Linked DNA regions of Mus musculus: all the other regions are linked to region 1. A link is a contact called in public Hi-C and promoter capture Hi-C data. All regions are on one chromosome and are shown on one strand. The core of a region is the stretch at or near the end of the contact, and the rest is flanking DNA. Distances in the headings are between cores, read along the strand shown.

Region 1 (4,873 bases), core at 1,591-4,090:
CCTCTTATTTACTGAGTTGAGAACCCCAGCCCGTAGAATAGCATCAACCACAGTGAGGGTGACTCTTCCCAAAAAGCAGTAGTTCTCAATCACAGGGGTGGCACATCAGATATCCTGCACATCAGATATCCTGCACATCATATATTTACATTATGATTCGTAACCATAGCAAAATTACAGTTATTAAGTACCAATGAAAATAATTTTATGGTTTGAGGTCACCACAACATGAGGGATGTATTTTCGGTCACATCTAGATACCTGTTTCCTATGAGAGTCTAGATCCTGACAGATTGCCGATCGCCATCCTCTTAGAGTCTTTTCTGTGCTTTGCTGTATCTTTCTGAGGGTGAGCTGTGGCCTTGTAATAGCTAGAGTGGTATCTTTGCTTCTTTCCTAGTTGCTACTGCAGGGGGTTGTTCTTGGCGCTTCTACATCCTCATATTCTTAAAAACGAAGTTTCTGTGGGGCTTCATGGACAGCTCAGTGGTTGAAAGCACTTCCTTCTCTTCCAGAGGACCAGAGTTTGGCATCCAGCCAGGAGGCTCCTAACTGCCCATAGCTTCAGCCATTGGGAATCTGATCTGATTTCCTCTTCTGGCTTCTGAGGGCATTACACTCACTTGGCTTGTGTGCTCACACACACACACACACACACACACACACACACACACACACAATCTAAAAATAACATCCTTGTTAATCTCAGCATAGAAATACATTCACAGGCCCTGCCATCCTTTTCTGGGCAGACCCTTTGATGACCTCTGAGTCCACGGGACATATGCCCTGGGCTCTGTTCTCGAGGGATAACCTACTAGACAGGCCACATGGCTGCCCCTTGGCTACAGGTGCCTGCTTCATTTTAGTACCAGGCTTTCTGAGTGGCTGACTGTGCTGTTTGGCTGGAACCTGTCTGGAGACTGGAAGAAGGCTTGGTGCCACCTGCAGACCTTTTTGGGAATGGCCTCCAGAGGTGGGTGTGTGACTAGAGTTTCAGTCCTGAGCCCTTCCACTTGAAGCTCACAGCTTGTGCAGTGCAGTATGGGGAAGCAGACCTTGGTCTCTGGGAGGGTTCTAAGAGAGGGATCAGAAGGGCAGTGGGAACTGGACCAGACGGGAAGGGCTCTCAGGACAGAAGAACCAGGAGGGACTCACCGTTGGCCCAGAGAGGCAAGACAGCCTAGAGATTGGTGTGGATGGGCCTAGCCAGCAGTCCCATGCCATGAAAGCTTGGATCACCAGGCCACACAGAGAGAAACAGTTGGTCCATGGGGGCAGAACTGTGCCATCTCAAATTTGGGGCTAGGGCCGCTTCAGGGACCCTTGCGACTGTGCCAGAGACAAGGCATTTATATTCGGCTGCAGGACTCGACTGCTTACGTGCTCTAAAGCACGTGATTCCCACTGGGCAAGACAGATCGATGGCCCAGACAGGCCGAAGGAGCAGAATTAAAAGCTCCTGAGAAGGCAACAGTCACTCAGCCTGGACACCGTCTGCCCTCACTCTGTAGGGAAGGCAGTGTGCAGCCCAGCAAGCCAGAGAGCACCTCAGGGCCTCTCTTATTCTCCCTCTTCTCTACTCTGTCTAGCTGCCCTACCCACAGGGCCCCAGGCTCCGTGGTATGTGCCTCACACTGGAAGCTTAGTTAGGTGCAAGAAGCTGATGGTTTTACAAACAGCATCCAGCAACGTGTATCAGGCTTGTTTTTTAATCATGTTTTGTTGTTGTTGTTTGTTTTGTTGTTGTTGTTTTTTGTTTTTTAGATTGCAAATGTCCTTTGAGAGTGCAGGTCCCAGAGTCCAGGCACTGCATGGTGATTGTCTTTTATTTTCGTCTTTCATATAGAACAGTATCTGGATCCAGTTTAAAGCCTTTGGGTATCATCTAGCCTCTTTGCTCACTTCTGGGGCTGAATGCCAGTAACTAGCCCCACTGTTGTACCTGGGTCTCATCTTGACAGCTCAGAGGCAATGCCTGCCTCCCAACCCCTTTCTTTTCCCAAGACTAGAGATGCCGGACCTCAGACCACGCTAGACTCCCTTTCCCTGGGTTAGGGGGAGGCTGGAACTCTTCTGGTTTTAGGTTCTCCTAACTGACCTGGATGGAAATATTTAAGGCCATAGGATTATCAGCGGGGACAAGTGTGTCCTCCCTGTGTCCTGTTCCAGGGTAGGCCTCCTGCCTCCCCGCCTGCTCTGTGATTCTCAGGAAGGCAAGGCATGGAACTCCAGGCCTATTAAGGGTCTTCCCCAGTGGCCAGTTAGGCGCGGGCGCTGCAGACTAGCTGGAGAGGCGTGGGGGAGGGGACATCCATTCCTGCCATTCAGCGACCAAGTCTTTCTAGGGACCCCTGGGCAGAGCGAGAGAAACCGGTCCCAGTGGAACGAGGGTGCAGGGGTCCTGCTAAGTGTTGCTAGTGATGACTTACACTGAGGTCGCCCAGAAGAAGGGAGGGAGGAAGGGGAGGTGAGACCACAGCGGTGGTGGTGGTGGTGAGCTCGGAGGAGCCCAGCTCCTTCTGAGCTCTAGGGTGCCCTACAAGTCTCACCAGCCTACGCATCCCCGTTCTCCAAGGCTGGAGCTGGGACTCCAGGGCTCCTGTGGCCACATTCAGCTGGCTCGCGGCCCTCCCTGCCTCGCCGCCCTCCCTGGCCGCGCGACCGCCGGAGCCCCCTCCCTCCCTCGCCGAGCTGCGCGCTCCGCCCGTGCAGCCGCCACCACCACCGCCACCGCCGCCGCGTGCTCCTGCTGCCTTCTCGCTTCAGCCGAGCCAGCCAGAGGAACGAGGGGGGGGTGGCAGAGAGAGAGAGAGAGAGAGAGAGAGAGAGAGAGAGAGAGAGAGAGAGAGAGAGAGAGAGAGAGAGTCGGCGAGGCAAGCGGAGCGGGGACACGGAGCCGTTGCTCCGGAACCGGCGGAAACCTCCTCGGACAGCAGTCGGGCGCCTGCCCCAGCAGCTCGCGTGGTCTCCGGAGACGCCGCGGCAGCCACCGCCGCTCCAACCCGGCCTCTCGCGCCCCTTGCCGCCGGCTCGCCGGGGCGGCCGGGATGCAGCCGGGGCATGGCCGCCAGGGCCCCGTCACCTGCCGTGGGGAACGCTGAACCCGTGAGTAGCCAGACCCTGGGCTTCCACCTCGGTCACGACCATCGCGAGGGGCCGGCTGGGACTGTGGGCACGGCCCGGGGAGGGGCGCACGGGACCCCGCAGTGGGAGGCGGGGCCGGCGAGGACGCGGGGCTGCGGAGCGTGGCTGGGGACAGACCTGAGGTCGCGCGAGGATGGGGTGGCGCCCTTGGGGGTCAGGGGTCTGCGCGCGAGGTCGGGGTTCCCGAGTTGTGCGGGGGCTGGGGTCGTGGCTCCGGGCTCCGGGCTCCCCTGGGAAACCAGAGGGGAGATTTTGTAAATGGGAAGGCCCGGGGTCAGGCTCCATGGAGACACCGGGGAGTCCCGCGCGCTGCGTGCCCGTGGCGGCGGCGGCGGCGGCGGCGGCGGCGGCACAATGCCCGGCTCTGGGAACTCCCAGGATTGGGGGGAAGCCGTGGCGCACGGAGATCCCGGCCCGCGGGGCGCATCAGGGAGGCGGCCCCAACCCGCAGGGCTGGAAGCACGGCTGGCGACCCTGATGCGCTACGGCGTGCGACTCTCGCCATCCTCAGGCTCGGGAGGGCTGCTGGGGTCCAGGAGGAGGAGAGCCGGCCGAGGGGACTGACTGATGACCTCAAGGAGTTGTGGGAGGACTGAGGTCCTCCTCGGCTCTCTCGGGAGGACCAGAGCCCTCAGCATAGCGGCACGCGTGGAACAGGCGCGGGTGGCGCACAGGGCTCTCTAGTCCGCGAGCTGGGGGGCGCTCGGGGCCGAGTCTTCCCAGAGGCGTGAGCAAGGATCGGAGGTTACTGCTCGCTTTGGCACAGCTACAGGGCTGGGACAGCCCGGCTGGGAAAGCTTTGCTAAGGTGGCCTGCACAACCCTAGCCCAAACTTTCTGACTTGTGGCCCCGGGAGGTGGTGGGATTCTCCTGGGGCTGTCTTCTTCAGGAGAAAGGTGTCAGGGGGTGGCTTCAGGCCGGCGGTCCTCTGGGAGCTCCCTGATGAAGCTTCGCCCCTATCCATTGGCATGCAGCCCTTCAGTGTCCTGGCCACCCAGGTCCCGCACCCAGTCTGTACCCGGAGCAAGACGCGACCAGCACGGGGGGGGGGCATTGAGACCCTATTAGACAGCTGGAACAGACCCAGGATCTTGGGTCTTGCATGAGATTGGGGGTTGGTTGGCTGTTCACGAAGCTCACTGACGTCGGCTAGTGTGTGTGGGCTGCGAGGTGAGGAGGGTCCAGGATGGCCGAGCCACATCCCCGCTCCCCCTTTTGGATTCTGCTTTTCAGACGCACTCTAATTATTTAATGGTCACTTTTAAAAAGGACGCCGGTGGCGCCAGTAGTCTCTCGATGTGCGAGACACCCACAGTGGGAGCTATGGACAGGGACTGAGGGATCCTTTCTTCTTCTGGGCAAGTCCCTTCCTCCTCCGGCTGGAGGTGAAGTGCCTTCTGGTGCGCGCAGGGTCGTTAATTTTCTGTCACAAACGCCGGCTAAGCTGGGGACGCCTCGGGAGCGCATCGGGGAGTCTAGGGTCCAGAGCAGGTACGGGGCTAATGGAGTAGGGTCTCGGGTAATGAGGTCTTTCAGCAGAAATCAGCTTTGGTTTTACTGGTCTGCAAAAAATAATGAAAAAAAAAAGTACAAACATTATGGCAGACTGAGCTCATTAAGTGCGCATCGCGGATCAGGGCGGATGTCTTAATCAGGCTGCGCTGGTAACGGGGATATTACACTAATTAAAACCAGACCCTCCAGGTGAGCGACTACTGGGAAGGGA
Region 2 (4,873 bases), core at 1,217-3,716, 110 kb before region 1:
TTATCGAGAACAATCCCTACAGGCTTTCCCCTTGACCATCACACAGGCCTGGCCACATGCACGGGTCCCCTCCCCTAAGCAAACAGACAAATGTGAAACACAATATAGCCAAACACCATTTCCATGGAGCCCTGGACCGTGATCTCAAAAAGAAACAGACTGGACCTCCAGGAATACCCCGAGGCTCAAACCCCCTTGGTTCTCCAACTCCCCAGATCAATTTCAAGGAGCATTTCATGGCTCTGCTGAGCTGGACACCTGATTCTCCATTGTGGCTCTGACTTCTCTTTAACACAGCATCTCCTCACTGACAGCCAGAAGTTAACAGCCAGCTCCTAGTGTCCAGAGCATGTGCTTCCTCCCACTGCATATCCCTTTGCCTCAGGATCATGCTTCACCAGCCAAGCTGGTTTCCCATCTGCTCAAGTGCCCCACCCCCACCCCCAGCTTCTCCAGGAGCAGCAGCTGCAGGTTTGTATGAGTAGCACCTGGCCCAAGGGTGCCACCTCAATCACAGAGAAACATACCAGCTCTACACAGTGCCAAGCTGGCTCCTGTGAGGACCAAGCCATCAGTCTAACAGGCGAGGATGTTGCTTGCTATCTATCCATCCGTTTCCAAAGGAATCCGAGCAGGCTCAAGCACTCACACATCCTGCCAAAACTTATCCCTTTCCCACTCCTGTAACACTGAGAAACACAGGCTGGGCTACCAGAGAACAAGCTCGCTCGACTGACCTCAGCTGGGGAGGTTTCTGAGCAGACATTCATCTGCTTTATGGACAGAGGCATTGCAGAGGGAAGGTGCCGGTGAAACCCACCTCCCTGTCCCCCAGCCCAACATGCCCTTCCCAACACCATCTCACAGGATCCTTATCTCAATGAGTCGTGCCCCCCCCCCCACCCCGAGGCGGGACGTAAGAACTGTAATTACAGAAGTGACCTCAGCACTTTCAAGGCTTGGGCAAAACATCAAACACATGACTTTGCACTCTGGGCCCTCCCTCTCCTGCACCATGGCACACGCACACCGTGGCAGGGGCAGAGGTGTGCTTTTTACAACAAGCTTCCAGCTTCAAGTGCTATTAGTGCCGACCAAAAGCTACTCCACAGAAAAGGCCAAGAGAAACCAGAGGCTGTCTGTGAGGCCTTAAAGTGCTCCACCACAGGCTTCCCCACACCACAGCCCCAGGCCACTGTGTCACCAGCCAATTCCACCCAACTCTCCCCTCCTCCAGAGTTCTCACTTCTTCTGGAAGGCTAGGAGCAGCCTCGGGTCCAAAATGTTCTCTTCTGGCTCCCAGCTGTTGTGTCTGGAAAAGCAAAGCAAAGGGGGGTGGGCGGGCTGGTGAGCAGCATCCAGGTGGGCTGCCGGGGACAGCTCCCACAGCCCCGCTGGGACAAGGGGCACTGCGGCAGAGGCTGTCCTCTGAGGTCTTAGAAGTCCTTAAAGTTAGTTAGCATCCCAGCCTCAAACCCACAGGCAAACTGCCACCTCAAACCCCAGCAGGCCAGGAGAGGACTCGACAGTCTACACTGGGAGGAAAACAAACCCCAACAAAGAGCAAAGCTGCCGAGGGAATCCCCTGGGCCTGGCCCGGAGCCAGGGAGGGGAGGGAAGGCAGGTAGGGGAGGGGGAGCCGGGGGGCACAGACGGAACAAAGTGGAGGATACCACCGAGAGCGCGGGCAGGGCACCGGGTTTGGGGAGTGGTATCTGGAGGGGATGGGGCTCAGGAAGGAGGGTGGCGGGGCAGCTACAAAGGAAGCCCTTTCCGGAGAAGGCCGGGTCCCCGTCCCTCATTGAGAAGAAAGCAAGCTCGGGCCGGGGGTAGGAGTAGGTGGGGGAGCCCTCCCACCAGTAGGAAGCTCAGGTTACAGCAGGATAACTTGGGCAAGGGGAGGGGGCCCGCGTCCCGCGCCAGCCGCGGCCAGCTCCTGGGCGGGGGCGCATGCAACAAATGGGCGCCAGAAGCGCGCGGCGCGGAGGCGGGCCGGGCTCCAGGGACTCGGGGCTGGAGGCCGCCCTGCTCGCTCCCCGTGGGCTCGTAAACAAAGGGCAGCGCCAGTCGGCCAGAGTCCTCTGGGTCCCGAGGCACAGGACTTCCCGCCCGGGCCTGCGATGCGAGGGTTCCCACCCAGGCCGGGAGGCGCGCGCGGGAAGGCGGCCGCGCACCGGAGACTCACTTGGAGGACCAGCCGCGCCACTTGACCAGGTACTCCAGCTTGCCCTGCGGAGAGATAAGAGCGGGCGGTTAGCCCCGCAGAGCGCCAGGCGCACGCGGGGAGCGGGCGGGGGCTCACGCACCTTGCGGAGCCGCTTGCTCAGGATGCACTCGGCGGCGAAGACCTGCTCGCCCACGCTGCTCAGCTCCTCCATGCCGCCGCCCGCCGCGGCCCGCGCCCCGCAGACCCCGGCTCACTGCTGCACACAAAGCGCCGCCCCCGCCGCGCCCCGCCCCGCGCACGCGCGCCGGAGTCGCCCGCGCTGCTCTACCCGCAGCCGCCGGGCCAATAGGCGCGCCGGGCGCGCGGGGCGGGGCGCGCATTGTTCGTGGTAGCCGCGGCGGGGACCAGTCCGTGGGGTTGGGCGCTCTCTGCACTGTGTCGGGAGGCTGCGTGCTCCGGGAATCCTGGGGTCCGGCCGCTCCGGATCGCAGGTCCCTGCGGAAAGCTATTGTTTGGCCAGAGGGCGGCGAAGCGGGGAGCACGCGGCGCTTCTTGCCCCCGCCAGTGAGGGGCGCTGCTCCCCACTAGTCCTCTACCAGTCAGGGGTACAAAAAGAGTGGAAAAGTACGGGGTTCGGGAGGGGACACCGAAAAAGGAGCCTCGAAACTCTACTTAAGGTTGTAGATGAAAAATTCAGGTCACTGGAAGAAGACTGAACTCCGAACTCTTAACTAAAGAGTTGTGAAAATGGGACCTAGTTCCCCGACTTTTAGTACGCGCGTGGGGACACAACCAACTTGATTTTTTTCTTAGTTTATTTCACGATTTTGGTGACGTCGACGTGGGCCAGAGGGATCGGTGTGCAGACTTGGGTGTAACTGGATTCTTGTCACTGCTTGCTAGCTCTGCTAGTAAAGTCCTTTGGATCAATTTCCAGGGGTGGCCCCGGTCCTCCCAGGTCGCCATGGCTTAGGCGCCCTACCCATTTATTTTCCCGCTCAGACATAAATTCCGTTGAACAGTCTCCTTTGTAAGTTTTGAAGCGAGTCAAGCACATGATGAAAGAAGCGTTCTCTCATTTAATAAAGCAGAATCCAATGAAAATTCGCTTTCTGGTTTTGCCTCTTTCTTGAACAGGCTGCGAATCCAAAGTCACACCTTTGTAGGACCTTGTCTTCACGTAACCGTGAACCTATTTATGAAGGAGTAATATCTTTTGGTTGTAAAGCTTTCTGCCCTAAGAAACGAATATCGGGAAACCACTGGGTTTTAGGGTATTCTTCAGTTTAGTTGGTTGGTTAAATCTGCTTTGGAAAGAGCTCGCAGCTGTTTGCAGAGGGGGCAGGGAAAGAGACATTTTTTTTCCTTCTTTTTTCCTTCTTGAGAGCGCAATGATTGCTCATTTAGGTGCTTGGTGCAGTAGTGGATGAAGCAAGGGGGAAGAGAGCCGCTGAAGTCTCCCAGACAGCTCTTTTTGTCCCTGTTCAGATCAGCTGGGCAGTAAATGGTTGCGCTGTACAAAGGTGTGCTTATTGTAATCCTATAAATAGCTGGATCCATTTCAACTGCTGCTTGCGCTTCGGGATTCTATGGGGTGTCACATTTACTGTTAGAATCTGCCCACTATTCCCTTTCTGGAACAGGGTATACCAACACAGTTGCTTACTTATTTTTTAAGAGCAAAGAACTTTAAAAATACAGTTCTTTCTTGTTTGGCGAGAAGTAGCCAAGAACCTAATATGAACACATTGGAAAAAAATAAGTCTCTTTACCTGAAATATGTCTGTCATATATCTTATCTGTCCAACCATGAAAACCTAGTTGGGGGAGAGAGTAGTTAAAATAATTAATTTGGAGAAACAGATACAACAGACTTGACTGGAACGGAGCCATTATCAATGCAGCCAAGGCGTGATTCAGAATTTGTGGCATCTCTGACTCACATCTTTGGCGTAGTAGGATAAGTTAGACTGGTTCTTTCATTTATTTCATAAGCAGCTAATCTGCGTTGACCGGTGCCAGCAACACTAGATACTGAAGCGAGTCTTTAGCAGCGGTCTGACCAGACTGGTATGAGCCCTGGACACCAGGGTCCTCACTGTCTACTGACTGGTGCAGAAGGAATGGGATTTGAAATTGTGTGTCCTTTTATTTCATTGAACTTCTAATGGCCACCTGACGCTCATCGTCACCTACAGGACACCAAGACGGTCCACAAGATACAAAGATCTGGGTTGAGGAGATTCTAAGTGAAAACAAAGCCCTGTAAGTCAGCCCCAGACTATCTGTGCATAGCAATAACCTTGGAACGTTTAAAGACCACATAGAAGAGATAAATCAAATCCCGTGGCAATGAAGTCTAGGCCCCGAGGAGTCCATTCTGGGAGTGACTGTCTTGGTTGGTGCCATACAACATGGACAAGCCTTCAGTTTTACTTTTGTTTTCTGGCAATCCTGAAGATTGAACCCAGGGCTTGGAGCACGCTAGGCAAGCACTTGGCTGCTGAGCTCCGGTCCCTCTCTGCCTTGTGTAGTTGAGAGAGGTTGGAATCCTGTTAAGACAGGTAAGTATGGGCTGGAGAGATGGCTCAGCAGTGAAGAGCACTTGCTGCTCTTACAGAGGACCTGGGTTCTGTTCTCAGTTCCCATATCGGGCAGCTCGCAGCTGCCTGTAACTCCGGGGAATTGCATGGCTTCTAGTGGCTC
Region 3 (4,873 bases), core at 1,422-3,921, 78 kb after region 1:
GAACAGCGGAGTGCTCATAATCTTGATCCCCAACCACAAGGCAGAGAGCGAGAGGGGCACACTGGGAGTCTTTTGAAACCTCCAAGACATCTCCCAGTGACACACCTCCTCTAACCAGGCCACACCTCCTAATCCTTTCCAAATAGTTCCACCAACTAGAGACCAAGTATTCAAACATGTGAGTCTATGGGAACCATTCGCATTCAAACACCATACTGTGCCATGCCCAGAGAACATAGTTCTACAACAACATGGGGGAAATGGCTGGGAAGGGCAGCCTGCTGTACCCCAACCAGAGTCATTAAAACCCAATTCAGCTCCAAGAGAGCCTGAACTGAGCCTCAGGGGCCTACAGGAGAGGCAGTGAGGAGCAGGGAGAAAGAAGGAAGTGTTGAAAGGCGGAGCAACAGGGAGGGGGTGGGTAGGCGGAGATTAGTCAGCTCCCTATCCCAGAAGAAGGTAGGCAGAGGGAGGCAGACATCCCTGAGGTGAGGCCCAAGTGGCCCCCTGCAGGCAAATCTCCAGTGAAGCAGCTGCTGTCATTGCCACACATCCTGGTCCCTTCTCTGCCCTGGCAGAGTGAGCATTTGTCCTGTGATGTGGGACTTCTCACTGTACCTACCTTCAAGCCCAAGGGACAAAGGTTGGGTCTCTTGCAGACCCTCCAGGAAGGGCATCTATGCTGCCCCATGAGATTGATTAATAAAAAGCACATAAACCTCTAGAAAGGCCCCTGCATGCCCCAGCAGTTTCCTTGAAGGATGAGGCTGGCCCAGGGTAGCTGCTCCTGTTGGGTGTGCCCTAGCAGGTCCTCTCAGTCCCCACAGGGGCTCAGGGGTGGCACTGTTTTCCCGCTTCCTGCCACCTTCCCCACCCCCACCCTGTTCCTTTGAATGACTGCTGGGGTCACAGATGCTTCTCGTCCTGTCAGGACATTTGCAGGCCTCTGACAAAGCTTCTGTTGTGGAAACTTGGACTCTGAGGCCCATAGTCCCTCCTTGTGTCCTTGATACTGGACATCTATCCCAGACTGGACATCAGTTAGAGAGAGAGAGAGCGAGAGAGCGAGAGAGAGACAGTGACAGAGATAGACACAGAGACAGAGACAGAGACAGAGACAGAGACAGAGCGAGCCTTTTGGCAGAGGGTTCTGGGGGAAAAACTGGCCTGAACCTCTTTGCTCAGGGGCCTTGTTAACCCTGTGGGATTCCCAGGTCAGGAAGAGCAGTATTCACTGAGCCAGGCCTTCCAGATGTGTTCAACGATGACTGTGGTACTTCCTCTCTGTTAGGTGAGTCTCTGGACCCTCTGACAAGATTTCACTGATGACATCCTGGGACAAGTCCTCTGGGGGCTGTAGCCTATAGCCAGCTTCTCCTGAGAGCCAGGTCCACACTCCCTGCCTTGCAGAATGGGTGTGGTCAAGTGAATAGCTTATCCGGGGTAAAGTCTAGTGGTGTCATGCTGCTGCTTCAAAGCTGTTACTCAGAGAACACCTTGATTTCAGCTCCCCTGTGCAGACGGTAAAGCCACGGGAGGCACGGCAGTGGGGGCGTGCCTCCTGGCTCTGGGAAGGGAAGCCTTCTGTTTGTCCCAGGTCCACATTGACCACTGAGGTGGACAGGATGGCTGGGAGGCAGCCAGCAGGACTATCCCTCCTCCTCTGTCCCTCCCCCAAGGCTGAAATACGGATCCCTAGTGTTCCAGTCCATCTCACCAGCTAAAGTTATACTCGGTGACTCCACAAGACTGGCATGCATAATGGTTTTCTTGCATCTGACTCAGGACTGTGCTGCTGGGAGCCTGAATCTTCCAGTCTGAACTCCCTCAAATGGCAGGTGGAAAGGATGCCGTGAAGCTGGGGATGGCAGTGCTAATGTCCCTGGTACATCCTAATGGGGTTGCCTAGGGTCATCCATGCACAATGAAAGATATACGTGGGCCCAGGACAACTGTCTAACGTAGGAGATGAGGGTGTTGAATGTAAGAATCTAGCAGGAGCAGGCAGTATCCAGGGGCTATGGGTTCTCACTCATGTTCCTTCTGGTCTGTAGGGGAGGCAGTCACCTCTGTCAGTAGATAGCAGAGCCTCACCTCTGGCCAGGTTCCTCTGACTCCACCCACAGTGGTCCCAAGTGTATCAGAGTTCATGCAGGAGCTCTGCCATTTCCCGGATGGATCTTTTAGATTATCAGGCTGTGATGACATCAGCCATAACTACCCCTAGGCAGACATCCTTGGAGATGCCATGCCATCAGTAGAGGACTGGTCTAGAGACCTTTTAGGCCTCTGAGTTAGCAGCACAGGGTCAGGTTTTTGCCCCCTACTCCCCACTTCCATGTCACCCAGAGACAGCTTCCATAGGGAGAAGACTGAATTCCAGTGCCTCCTTCTCTTCAATGATGAAGAACCCTGCCCTGCATTCCATGAGATTGTGGTTTCTGACCCACCCCCCCACCTCTGTAACACACAGGGTGGAGCAGATGCGAAGGGGTCAGCTCAGCTTATTCCTTACTGGCCTCTGTGTGACCTTATTCCTATCTCCTTTTCTCTCCCCACTTGGGTCCAAGATCTTGGGGTGCTGAGCTGGGCTACTTGGAGGCTCATCCTTGGAGGGGAGTTAAACAGTATGAGGAACCTGAGGACAGGCTCGGAGGGAGGAGGTCACGTGCTCAGCTCTGTGCCCAGCAACACCCGCTTCCCAGCACCCCAAGCAGATGGCCACTTCACATCCTCCTGGGTGTTCCTCTGGCTCGTGATTTGGGGATCATGGGAGCCAAGTGACAATTCCAGAGTTTCTGCACCCTCGGTTCCTCCTCTGAAGGTGCTCCATCTGGCCAGGCAGGTAACCGGCCCTAGCCTCAGCCTGGCCACTGCTCATATCTCGGCCTCTGCTGCCCCCTTTCTTTATGCTCCTGTGCAGCCTCCCCCAGAAAAGCCCAGGCCTTTTCTCTTTCTGCCAGCAGCTCTTGGAGGATCTGTTTCTTTTTTTTCCTTTCCTAGTTTCTCTTCTCTTCCCCAGGTATCTTTGTTTCCTTGTTTAGTCTCCATGCTAAACTGGGAACTTTCAAGGTTGGAACTTACAGGTGTGATGTGCATGGGGGTGAGGATCAGGAAGTACCCTCCCTCCACCACATCCCAGTATGTGTGACCTAGACAATTCCTTCTCAGCCTTCCTGCCCCAAACTGGAAATGAAGCAATGACAGACCTTTGTGGCATAGACTGAATGAGGGTAGAGCATTGAGCTTGGTACCATACAGCGACCAACCACTTAACAGATGGCAGCAATACTCAGGAGTCCGCACTTGGCTGTAGTGGAATATTCCAGAAATGAATATTGCTAAGTTTTAAGTTTCACAGAGCTCTCATAGGGTGAATCTCCTGTTGTCCTGCTCCATCTACCCTAGGTGTCAGTCACCCCCTTCCATTACATTGTATGTACTATTCCTTGTTATATACTTAATAGCCATTGCTGTTTCCTTAGTAGCCATTGTTACTTAGTAGCCATTGCTGTTTCCTTTGTAGCCATTGTTACTTAGTAGTCATTGCTGTTTACTTAGTAGCCATTTCAGTCATCAGACTGTCACGGGATAGATGTGGCTGCTGGGTAGCACAAGAGAAGCTAGAGCACCAGCAATTTCATAATATATGTTTATAACTGTCCTATTTCACTATTAGTTATGACTATTAATCCCCCCTCCTTTCTGTTTTGTGTGTGTGCATGTGTGCACATGTGTGTGTGTGTATGTGCACATGAGCATCACACCCTCCCTCCTCCCCCCATGTCAACACTGGATGTCTTAATCGTCCTTAATCTCCTCTTACCCACGTGTTTTGAAATCAGCCCTCTCACTGCATGTGCAGTATGCTGTCTGTGGCCGTTTCAGATAGACTGGCTGGTTGGCAACCCCCTGGGACCTGACTCTCTGCCTCCCACTGTTGGATACACAGATGGATACCATTGCGTGTAGCTTTTTAGGTGGGGACTGAACTCAGTAAAGTGCATGGCAAGCCCTTTACCTGCTCAGCCATCCACCTAGATCAAATTTCTTAGCGTGTTTCATTTTTAAATCTTAGCATAGGTCTGTATGTACAAGATCAAACAGTATGTATAGGGTTTGTTACTCTCTGGGTTCAGAGAGTAACATGCCTGCATGCGTGCACACATGTATGCAGGTGTACATGTGTTTAAGGGCCAGAAGTCAACCTGCTTGTCAGCCTCAGCACCACTGTTCACCTTTGAGACCAGGTCGTTCGTTGGCCTTGAATTTGCCAGTTACTCATTGGTCAGAATTCTCATTGGTAGGAGAGCCTCAGGGATGTTTGTTTCTGCCTCCCTAGTGTTTCCCCTTGGGGCCTGGGTATCCAACCCAGGTTTTCATGCTTGTGAAGCAAGCCCTTTACCAACCAAGTCATCTCTCTGGTTCTGGCAAGCAGTTTTGACAAGTAGAGGAGAAGGGGTGTGGGAAAATGGGGAGGGAGAATCCTGGTGACAGTAGTGGGCAGCTGGAATGGAGCCCACTGGGGTCCCCAAGGAAAATGCAGAACACACACCCTGGACTTCTCCAGAGAGGCCTGGGGCCTTGCACCTGTTGCTTTGAGAGCCCAATGCTCAGGAATTTCTGGCCTTGTAGCCCTGGTAGGCAGAGAGACCCAGCCAGTGCTGGCAGCCATGATGGGGCTGGTGTGTACTGGGATGCTGTGGTGGAGGGTGAGGTGGCCTGGCTGGTGTCTTCTGTGGTCCCTCACTTCAAGTGTTGATGACAGCAATGATGATTGCTGAAGGGTTCTGGGACTTGATGCCAAGCCTCACTCTCCCCACAACCCCACTTGGGGGTTTCCCAGGAGCCTCTCTGCTACCCCTGGGTTTCC

The links. Promoter capture Hi-C pulls out the DNA fragments that hold promoters and counts their contacts. A called contact is a pair of places that touch in the nucleus more often than the background predicts.
Region 2: a promoter capture Hi-C map of embryonic stem cells shows a contact between it and region 1, with 4 times the contacts expected there. The contact joins the promoter of Cbx2 here to the promoter of Rbfox3 in region 1. A contact is called at or near these places in 2 of 39 promoter capture datasets (embryonic stem cells and epiblast stem cells), 6 of 484 Hi-C or Micro-C datasets (cerebral cortex, embryonic stem cells and nephron progenitors), 1 of 115 datasets of contacts at active chromatin or transcription factors (embryonic stem cells) and 3 of 9 other capture datasets (adipose tissue, liver and pancreatic islet).
Region 3: a contact with region 1 is called in a Hi-C map of cerebellar granule neurons, with 2.2 times the contacts expected there. The contact joins the enhancer-like site here to the promoter of Rbfox3 in region 1. A contact is called at or near these places in 1 of 39 promoter capture datasets (hippocampal neurons), 6 of 484 Hi-C or Micro-C datasets (cerebellar granule neurons, cerebellum, cerebral cortex and 1 more), 4 of 115 datasets of contacts at active chromatin or transcription factors (embryonic forebrain, embryonic hindbrain, neural progenitor cells and 1 more) and 3 of 9 other capture datasets (adipose tissue, liver and pancreatic islet).

Annotation. Positions count from the first base shown.
Region 1 is chr11:118,907,539-118,912,411 of GRCm38.p6, reverse strand. It overlaps Rbfox3 (RNA binding protein, fox-1 homolog (C. elegans) 3), which reads left to right and starts at 2,840. Exons shown (of 15, transcript NM_001039167.1): 1 at 2,840-3,108.
Region 2 is chr11:119,020,614-119,025,486 of GRCm38.p6, reverse strand. Cbx2 (chromobox 2) reads right to left here and starts at 2,466. Exons shown (of 5, transcript NM_007623.3): 1 at 2,307-2,466; 2 at 2,186-2,229; 3 at 1,247-1,312. The coding sequence starts at 2,378. Gm35829 (a long non-coding RNA gene) reads left to right here and starts at 1,648. Exons shown (of 3, transcript XR_389218.4): 1 at 1,648-2,214.
Region 3 is chr11:118,829,864-118,834,736 of GRCm38.p6, reverse strand. The region is part of intron 1 of Rbfox3 (RNA binding protein, fox-1 homolog (C. elegans) 3); the gene reads left to right. Among named protein-coding and RNA genes, the nearest start is that of Gm11750, 47 kb to the right of the region's middle. Within about 2 kb of position 2,671, at least 7 of the 459 cell types and tissues checked have an H3K27ac peak or open chromatin away from gene starts, as enhancers often do. A contact at or near this core is called in cerebellar granule neurons, cerebellum, cerebral cortex and 1 more, where this site is marked.